Linked DNA regions of Triticum aestivum: region 2 is linked to region 1. A link is a contact called in public HiCAR-type data. All regions are on one chromosome and are shown on one strand. Each heading gives the region's core, a stretch centred on a gene start, on an enhancer-like site or on the middle of the called end of the contact. The rest is flanking DNA. Distances are from core to core; before and after follow the strand shown. Region 1 holds the start of LOC123093733 (alkane hydroxylase MAH1). Region 2 holds the start of LOC123093735 (noroxomaritidine synthase 3).

The links. HiCAR-type assays count read pairs that join an accessible place to other places.
Region 2: a HiCAR-type map of leaf shows a contact between it and region 1, with 3 times the contacts expected there. The contact joins the promoter of LOC123093735 here to the promoter of LOC123093733 in region 1. A contact is called at or near these places in 2 of 5 Hi-C or Micro-C datasets (leaf and root) and 1 of 1 datasets of contacts at active chromatin or transcription factors (leaf).

The regions. Positions count from the first base shown.
Region 1 is chr4B:633,657,006-633,661,714 of IWGSC CS RefSeq v2.1, reverse strand. LOC123093733 (alkane hydroxylase MAH1) reads left to right here and starts at 2,584. Exons shown (of 1, transcript XM_044515764.1): 1 at 2,584-4,625. The coding sequence starts at 2,715. The coding sequence ends at 4,238.
Region 2 is chr4B:633,907,020-633,911,999 of IWGSC CS RefSeq v2.1, reverse strand. It overlaps LOC123093735 (noroxomaritidine synthase 3), which reads right to left and starts at 1,580. Exons shown (of 1, transcript XM_044515766.1): 1 at 1-1,580. The coding sequence starts at 1,511.

The DNA.
Region 1 (4,709 bases), core at 1,335-3,834:
TCTACACGAATGTAGTTTCTAAATATATATTTTTGTCACATATAATACATATTTAGATAGTTAAATCGTCGATCTAGAACTACGCGAATGACTTATTCACCGAGACGGAGGTAGTACCTAAGAGATTAAACTCCACTAAATGCATCTACAGCCGGCCACCTCAAACCCGCCTCAAACGACCAGGCGGACAGACTGGTCAGGGACTGGTCAAAAAACCCGGCCTAGAGGGACGCCTCAAACGGGCATCAAACGATCGGGCTGACCGGCACCTCTCATATCCAGTCCAAATATAGGGCGAATATGGAGAGGTCCGGGCATGACCGACGCGTCCGCCACATCGGACTGACGATGAGGTCCCACAAGAAAATACCCGAAAACCCGATGGTCCGATGACAATCTCCTGCGGTGGGGCGTGAACGCCGCGTGGCGCCGCTCCGACTTGTCACCCGAGGGCCAAATTCCGGCTATTTAAGCCGAACGGTGTCCCCAAGCCCTAACAACATCCACTTCCACCCTCTCGGCGCCGCCAACCCGAGCCCATCCACCCCGCCCCCCTCGTCCCTCGTCGCCTTACTCTTCAAAAGTTGGCCACTCACCCGCAACCATAGTCAAGTAGCCATGCCACAACGACGACGAGTGAGCTATCTAACTCCAGGGCGCCAGCTGCAGCTCCTTGAGTTGATTCGGGCAAGGCATGAAGGCCGAACGCCGAGGGGCTACCACGGGACGCGACGGATCTGGAAGAGGAGTTCGAGGAGGAGGAGAAGTTCCAGGAGGAGGTGGAGTTGCAGGTCGATGCGGACGCGAAGCAGGATGTGGACGTGAGGATGTAGATCTATGGGCGGAGAAGCAGGCAATCCTCGATTCCCTTAAGTTGGAGGCAGAGACGGAGGCCAACTGTCGTATACTCCAGGCGGAGCAGGAATCGGATGTCGTGAGATGCTTGCCTACATGCATGGATGAGGAGGAGGAGGAGGCGGAGCCCTCCTATGCACTCATCTACCTGGCACTCAGAAAGGAGATAGCGGACATCTCCGACGAGGACGATGTGTAGTTTACACTAGTCTCATTTGCATTGTACGTAATTTTTTATCTCATGCTTTTTGTATGGATCTAAGGGATAAAATATGACGTACTCGGATGCATGGCAGAAAATATGAGGTGTGTGCAGTCACTGCCCGCGGATGCGCGCGTCCGCGGGCGTTTTAGGGCCCGGATTTTATGTCCATGGTTGTAGATGCTTTAACTTATTTATCACAACATGCAAGCATGTCATATCAACATACAGTTATGGATGAGATAAGGCCCACCTCAACATGCAATCATGCGTGATAAAGACCCACCACCACATACAATCATGCATGGAAAACTTTTCTATGTTATTATTCTATCTATATTCAATAAATATTTTACAATTGTACATAATCAAATATAGCAAGCCATATGTATTTTAAATTTAATTCATATGTCATTAATCTAAACATTTATATTTCACACAATCAAATGTCATCAACGTATATTGCAACCGTCTCACTGCAGCAATGCGCGGGTATTGAAGAAAGTGCGCATCCACCGGATGCATGGCCGGCTAAGTCAACGAGGTTGGGTCTCCCGGCTGGTGCATGCGGCGGTGACCCATAAATTGTGATAGGCATGCATGGCCGAGATCATACAGTATACTAGTACCCGATTAGCAAGGATGGACGATGCATAGCAAGCCACGCGCGTAGGTGTTCAAGATAGCACATGCATGCAGTTAACATTAATCAAACTATATATATTTGTGTGTACGTACTCCAGCTGCAAGGGAGCAAAGTACACATGCATGCACACCGACGGCTGGTCCAGTCCAGGGTCCAGGATATCAATCGGAACCATCTCCACGCATATGATATATCCACCATTTCTCTGCCTCACTCAACGTTCCCTCCCACTGCCGGGTGTCTTCTTGCAACTTGCATCCACACGTACACATCCGTGATTCGGTGGCAAGCCCGGGCAGGCCTATCACTTCATGCATGTGCATGTGGCTTATGCTATCAAGCCACGTACGCACTCAATCATTTATGTCAGCATGCAACTGCCAGGAAAGTGACACCAGCATCGATCAGCACACGCAATCGGAGTATGCTACCTCGAAATCTCAATAGGAGATGAAGATGAGACCTTTTAAGTCGGAAAAACGAAAGAATTGAGATCAACCCTATACATCGGAAAGGAGGGAGTACCATATTTCTCACCTTTAATTTATTATGTTGTATCAACCATGTGTGTACGGTACACGATGCGTTATACTAGTTGAAATTCAATTGAAAATGTTATACCCATATCTTGGAAATTGACAACTAATTTTGTTGACTTTCCAGGTGCATATTTGTGGACTTCACTCTAAATTAAAAATGACCATGAACAGACTGCACCTACACCACTGGTCTCAAGATTTCAAATCCACGTTTGTGAATTGTGATGATCAATCATATTCAAAACAATTTGTTTGTGAACAGACTGCCAATCAGGAGTACCATCTCAAATGAAAGCCAAACCCGGCATTGATTATGCTCTGCTCGAGTATGAGTACATATAGGTGAGTGACCCTCCAAACGTTCGCCAGTCTCCGTCTCCAACTCCACACCACCATTGGCGCGCTCCACCTCGCCTCGACCTTCATCACGTACGTGCGTGCAGCGTGCAACGGTGCAAGGGAGCTGGCAAAAATGGCGCCCGTCTCCTTCTTCGAGCTCTCGCTCTCCTTGCTATGCTTCGTCGTCTTCTACTACTTCCACGCCAGGTCCAAGCGGAAGAACCCGGTGATCCCGCTGGAGTGGCCGCTGGTGGGCATGCTCCCGGCGCTCCTCGCCAACCTCCCGCGCCTCCACGACTGGGTCACCTCCCTGCTCACCGCCAGCCCGCTCAACTTCCGCTTCGTCGGCCCGCCGCGTTCGGGCATGGAGCTCTTCCTCACCTCCGATCCGGCCAACGTCCGCCACGTCTTCACCTCCAACTTCGCCAACTACCCCAAGGGCCCCGAGTTCGCCGAGATCATGGACATCCTCGGTGGCGGCATCTTCAACGCCGACGGCGACTCCTGGCGCCGCCAGCGCGCCAAGGCGCAGCTTCTCATGTCCGGCCCAAGGTTCCGGGCCTTCGTGACACGGTGCAGCCGGCGCAAGGTCGAGCGCGACCTGCTCCCGCTGCTCGCCCACGTCGCCGGCGGCGGCACCGGCGTGTGCGACCTGCAGGACGTGTTCCTCAGGCTGACGTTCGACACGACGACCACGCTGGTGTTCGGCGTCGACCCCGGCTGCCTGGCCATCGGGTTCCCGGAAGTGCCGTTCGCGCGCGCCATGGACGATGCCATGGACGTGCTCCTCCTCCGCAACGTGCTCCCTCCGTCGTGGTGGAAGCTGGTGCGGTGGCTCGGGGTCGGGTACGAGCGGAAGATGGCCGTGGCGTGGCGCGACATCGACCGGTTCATCGGCGACACGATCGCCAAGCGGCGGGAGGCGGTGAAGGCCAGAGGCGGCATCGAGGACTCGGCGGACCTGCTCTCCTCCTACATCGACGACGAAGCCAGAACGGTCGTCGACGGCTTCCTCCGCGACACGACCATGAACCTCATGCTGGCCGGCCGCGACACGACCGGCTCGGGGCTCTCCTGGTTCTTCTACCTCCTCACGAGGAACCCAGAGGTGGTGTCCAAGATCCTCGCAGAGCTGGACACCGTGAGTTCCACCACCACCACCCCGGACGGCATGGTGACCTACGACCCGGACGAGCTGGGGCGGCTGGTGTACCTGCACGCGGCGCTGTGCGAGTCGCTCCGGCTGTACCCGCCGGTGCCGATGGAGCACAAGGGCGTGGTGGCCGCTGAGGCGCTGCCGAGCGGGCACGAGGTGCGGCCGGGGGAGAAGGTGATGGTGTCGCTGTACGCGATGGGGAGGATGGAGGCGGTGTGGGGCAAGGACTGCCGGGAGTTCCGGCCGGAGCGGTGGATCGGGGAGGACGGCAAGCCGCGGTACGTGCCGTCGTACAAGTTCGTGTCCTTCAACTCCGGCCCGCGGACGTGCCTCGGCAAGGACATGGCGTTGGTGCAGCTCAAGGCGGTGGCGGCCGCCGTGGTGAGGAACTTCGAGGTGGAGGCGGTGGCCGGGCAGGTCGTGGAGCCCAAGATCTCCATCATCCTCCACATCAAGAACGGCTTCAGGGCCAGGATCAAGAGGAGGCACGCAGGTGCTTGATTAAAAGGTGAATTGAGAGTAATCAACCGTGTGCCTGATGGATGATGGTGAAAGAAAGATGCATGGAGTCGGCGAATTTTTAGCTGCGCTTGATCGATCGATCGCTGACAAGGGACGCCGCATGTAGCTAGAAGGAAGAATCTAGTGTCGAACTGTTGAACGTATCGCTTGGCCAGTAGCAAGTCGTACTCACTATGTTGTCGATCTCAAATCGATCTAGTGACAACTAGTACTCACTCCGTATCAAAGTAAGTGTCTCAATTTTGCCTTAAAAAAAGTCTCTCAACTTTGTATGAATTTGTATTAAGGTTGAGTCTATCAAAAGGGCCGTCTTACGCGTCCGCAGGCTGATCTTTTAAAAGATTAACCGCGCCGCGAGCCGTTAGATCTAGCGCATCGAGCGGCGTCTCAATCATTGCAACACAAGTCTTGTTGCAGAATTTGTTTTTGTAATATTAGTCTAGTTGCAGA
Region 2 (4,980 bases), core at 331-2,830, 250 kb before region 1:
TCGACGACGTGGCCCGGCACGGTCTCGACTGCGAAGTTCCAGAGCACGGCGGCGGCGGCGGTCTTCATCTGCACGAACGCCATCTCCTTGCCGAGGCAGGTCCTTGGCCCGGCGTTGAAGGAGATGAACTTGTAGGACGGCTCGTACCTCAGCTTCCCGTCGGCGGTGACCCACCTCTCCGGCCTGAACTCCATGCGGTCCTTGCCCCACACGCCCTCCATCCTCGCCATGCAGTAGGAGAAGATGAGTATCTTGTCGCCGGCCTTCATCTCGTGCCCGCTGGGGAGCACGTCGTCGGCCACCGCCGCCTTGTGCTCGAAGGGCACGGACGGGTACAGCCTCAGGCACTCGCACAGCGCCGCGTGCAGGTACACCATGCCGCTCAGCTCGCTCACGTCGAACACCACCATGCCGTCGTCGGTGGCCAGCTTCTTCTTCCGGGAAGCGATGGGCGCCAGCTCGTTCAGGATCTTCTGCTCGACGCGCGGGTTCTTGGAGAGCAGGTAGAAGAACCAGGACAGCGCTGCGCCGGTAGTGTCCCGGCCGGCGAGCAGGAGGTTCACCGTGGTGTCGCGCAGGAACTCGTCGCTGTACTCGCTCGCGTCACCGTTGCAGATGAAGGACGAGAGCATGTCGGACGAGTCGCTGACGCCCTCGTTTGGTCGGAGCTTGTGGTCGGCCCTGCGTTTGGCGATGGTGTCCGCGGCGAACCGGTCGATGGTCCGACGAGCCGCGGCCATCTTCCTCTCGGTGCCGACCTCATACCGGTACATGAGCTTCCAGCACGCCGGGGAGATGATGTGGCGGAGGAAGAGCGTCTCGAGCACGTCGTCCATGGCGCGCGCGAAGGGCACCACGGGGAGGCCGATCTGCAGGCACCCGGGGTCGACGCCGAAGACGAGGTTGCAGGTCATGTCGAAAGTGAGGCGCAGGAACACGTCGTGCAGGTCGCAGGGGGTCCCGGTCCCGGCCTCGGCGGCGTGCGCGAGGAAAGGCAGGAGGCTCCTCTCCACCTTGTCGCGGCTGTACCGCGCGGAGAAGGCGCGGAAGCGAGGGCCCGCCATGATGAGCTGGGACTTGGCGCGCTGGCGGCGCCAGGAGTCGCCGTCGGCGTTGAAGATGCCGTCGCCAAAGACGTCGAAGATCTCGGCAAAGTCCTCGCCCTTGGGGTAGTTGGTGAAGTTGGAGGTGAAGATGTGGCGCACGTTGGCGGGGTCGCAGGTGACGAAGAAGCGGACGCCGGTGATGCCCGCGCGAGCTTCGAAGTTGTAGCGCGTGGCGGCAAGGATGCCGGTGGCCCAGTCATGGAAGTGGGACAGGTTGGCGACCATGCCGAAAAGATGGCCCAGGACTGGCCATTCGGTCGGCTCCGCCTTGCTTATTTTCTTGGACTGGAGGTGGCGGTAGTAGAAGACGAAGAAGCAAAGGAGAGAGAGGAGTTCCACGAACCAGAGGAGGGAATCCATGGCTGCCTTGGAATGGAAGAAGATGTGAGGTCGCCGGTGCAACATATGGGCTTATATGGACGCACTCTTGCATGCATGTAAGATGATGAGTAAATGTGTTTCATAGGTTGGTGAGGCGTCTCCCATCAGCTTACAGTATGGGGATTGGGGTCATCAGTAGGATATCTCTTTTTATAATTCTACTTTGTGGTCTTCGATATAAAATGAAATTATGTGCTCCTACATATCATATCCAATATCTGTGAGTGATTTTTTTTTGCGGGTGGTGTGAGTGAGAATTGTGTGGATCACATATATGTTCTCTTTGGAAGTGGAAATGTATGGCCTGTGTTTTTGTAGAAGGTATGTCATTATCCACGCAACTGAAATTCTTTTGAGCTTACGTTGATAATTTCGCCATCGATGGGGCATGAATTGACGCAGAGACTACAATGACGGAGACAAGGTGGGACAGGAACTGACGCAGAGACTACGATGGATGCGAGACTGGAAGAGTTAGGCTTCAGACTGAGATGGCAGTGACGATCTAAGTGGGAAGTGTTATTTGAACACCCCTAATTTACTCATATTTGTAAAATATATGATGTCTTAGAGATTTCAAGTGCATTTGAACCAAGAACATTTTAGCTTTTCGCTCAGGAAAACAAGCTTTTAGCATGTAGTAACTTCTAGCGGGAAGGAAAGGAGAGTTCTCATAGTCTTGAGTCGTGACCTCATGAGGGATGGTGAGCCGAAGATGACAGTAACATGAAGAAAACAAATACTAGCAAATTAGTTATTCTCTATGTCAGAATCGGTATCAATTAAGAAATAAAAGGTACAAATTGTTACGTGAAAAGCAATTGTGGAAAAAAATTGTCTATGCTTGACGATGAATTACATTATATCAGAAGTGTTTACAAATGGGGACGATTAGCGACGAGTCGTCTTTTAACTAGGCCTGTGCGACTTACAAGAGTCAATATAGGCAACATTCCTTTTGACCCGAGTCAAAGCGGAGAAGAACCTACATACCTAATCAATTTAGCTACATGTAAGTCCTTGAAATTTTATTCTGGGTCAGTCGAATTTGTGTGCCGTTGATCTTGCTTTGTGATTCATGTTGCTATTTCTCCCGATTTGTTCTTTGAGGTGTTTGGGCCGTGTTAAATCGGCTGACCACATACTTGGGTCGGTTGATTCCTTAGTGGGCCGAGGACCATTACCAGGTGGGACCCAGCCTTCCCTTTCTCCCTTTATTTTTCTCTTTCTATTTGTTTTTCTCTTATTTTTTATTTTCTATATTAGTTGGTTTGTATTTCTTTTCTTCTGTGGGGTATTTTTAGGATGCTAAGTGGGTGTAAATATATGCCCCCAAACACTCCTTCCATTCCATAATTCTTGCCATGAATTTGAGCTAAAACCTCGACAAATATTATGAAACAGAGGGAGTACTATACAAGTATGTGCCAAAATTGCACTGCTATATGATTAATATTTGCATATAGTGCCATTTCAGTGCAAAAATGTGTGGCAATTCTTCTTAAAAGGTAATACCAATGCTACTAATTCATTCTTTCTTAATATTTTTATTATTTAAATTTTGTCTTAGTTTTATTTTACGCTCTTCTTTAAAGGTAATACAAATGCCACTAATTTATTTTTTTTCATAGGGTACTTCTTGTTACAAAAAATCGCACTATCATATGTGTTTATTCTCGCATATTTTTAAGCACAATTTCTATGTAATTGTGCGCAAATTTTGTCATTATTTATTTTAGATTTTTTTTATTTTCTTAAAGGGTACTGCCTTCGATTCTATTTAGTTCGTGTCTAAGAGCAAGCACATATACCAAGGAGAGCTACGCGACCAAGAACTGGACATTTTGACCCATGGTATGGGGTTTGAGATGTCTTTGTCTGCATGCTCGTAATAATTGCACAGTCGAAACTCCGAACCAGTTGATTGGCTGCCTTCCTTCCTCCTCGTTCCCCACGCCACCGCATGCACGCTGTCCAGGAGCTCGACCAGTGCATGCCCTTCCTCTTTCTTGGTATTTTTTTGACAAAACGAGCCTCTTTCAGCGACTTCAAGCACGTTTGGCCCCTGGCCGAAACTAATTCCAAATCTGGACCCCAGGGTCAGCGCCAAAGAACAAGGCACCGAGTGTGCACATCTCGGCTCCAACATCTGTGGCGCCGAACTAGTGGGCCCAAGAACATCACCGTAACACCGAGTGGACGGGAAACCGGCGACGTGGCATATTCGGCGCCATACTTGCTGGCGCTGAACTATGGATAGGTTTTACCCCCCCTCCCAATCGATTCACCGTGGGGAAATTCCCCATATCCTTTTCATTGAACCTAGTCGAGCCGCCGCAGCCAGCCGAGGTAGCCGCCGCCGACCTCGGCCAGTCGCCTCCCACCAGCCCCGGCTAGTCGCCTCCCTCAGCCCCGGCCAGTCGCCGTCGACGCCCCCCGCCCCGGACCATGTGTCGTGGTTCTAAGTCTGACAGTAGAGTGGGGGTAGGTATGGAGAGGCAAGGTCCTAGCTATGGAGAGGTTGTAAACACAAGAGATGTACGAGTTCAGGCCCTTCTCGGAGGAAGTAAAAGCCCTACGTCTCGGAGCCCGGAGGCGGTCGAGTGGATTATGTGTATATGAGTTACAGGATGCCGAACCCTTCTGCCTGTGGAGGGGGGTGGCTTATATAGAGTGCGCCAGGACCCCAGCCAGCCCACGTAATGAAGGGTTTAAGGTGTATTAAGTCCGGGGCGTTACAGGTAACGTCCCACATAAAGTGTCTTTACTATCATAAAGTCTACTTAATTACAGACCGTTGCAGTGCAGAGTGCCTCTTGACCTTCTGGTGGTCGAGTGAGTCTTCGTGGTCGAGTCCTTCAAGTCAGTCGAGTGAGTCCCTCGTAGGTCGACTGGAAGGTGATCTCTTCTAAGGGTGTCCTCGGGCAGGGTACTTAGATCAGGTCTGTGACCCTACCCTAGGTACGTGACTCCATCATTAGCCCCCGAATGGATTGAGGCTTGAGTGATGAAGGAGTTGATGTTGTTTCCGATTAGCTTTCGCATACTGGTCGTGCGTTGTTTTTGAACCAAAAAATTCTCTCTGTTGATAGTGAACAACTTTTCTTCAGTCGACTCGATCCATTCTTTTTCTTCGTCGAGTGATCTTTTGGACTTCGCTGATTTCCGAGCGACGGATCGCAGGAAATCCCGCGTCTGGCAGACTGATCTGCCGTTCGCGGATTCCATGGGATACAGAATTTGGGGGAGCACGCGAAGCAGAGCGGACCGCGGTGCTCGGATGGGACGGGGCATAGACGCCTCGATTCCCGCGCCGCTTTTTTCGCCACGTATCACGCTCGCGCAACTGTTACAGGATATGATTAGATCGACCGGGCCCACCTGTCATCCACTCGGAAGGGATCTTATAAATGCGCCCGGCGAGGGTTTTTTGAACAGTGCCTCAGCATTCTCTCTCTGCTCCCTTCGTCTCCGCCCAACGCGCTCGCTCTCG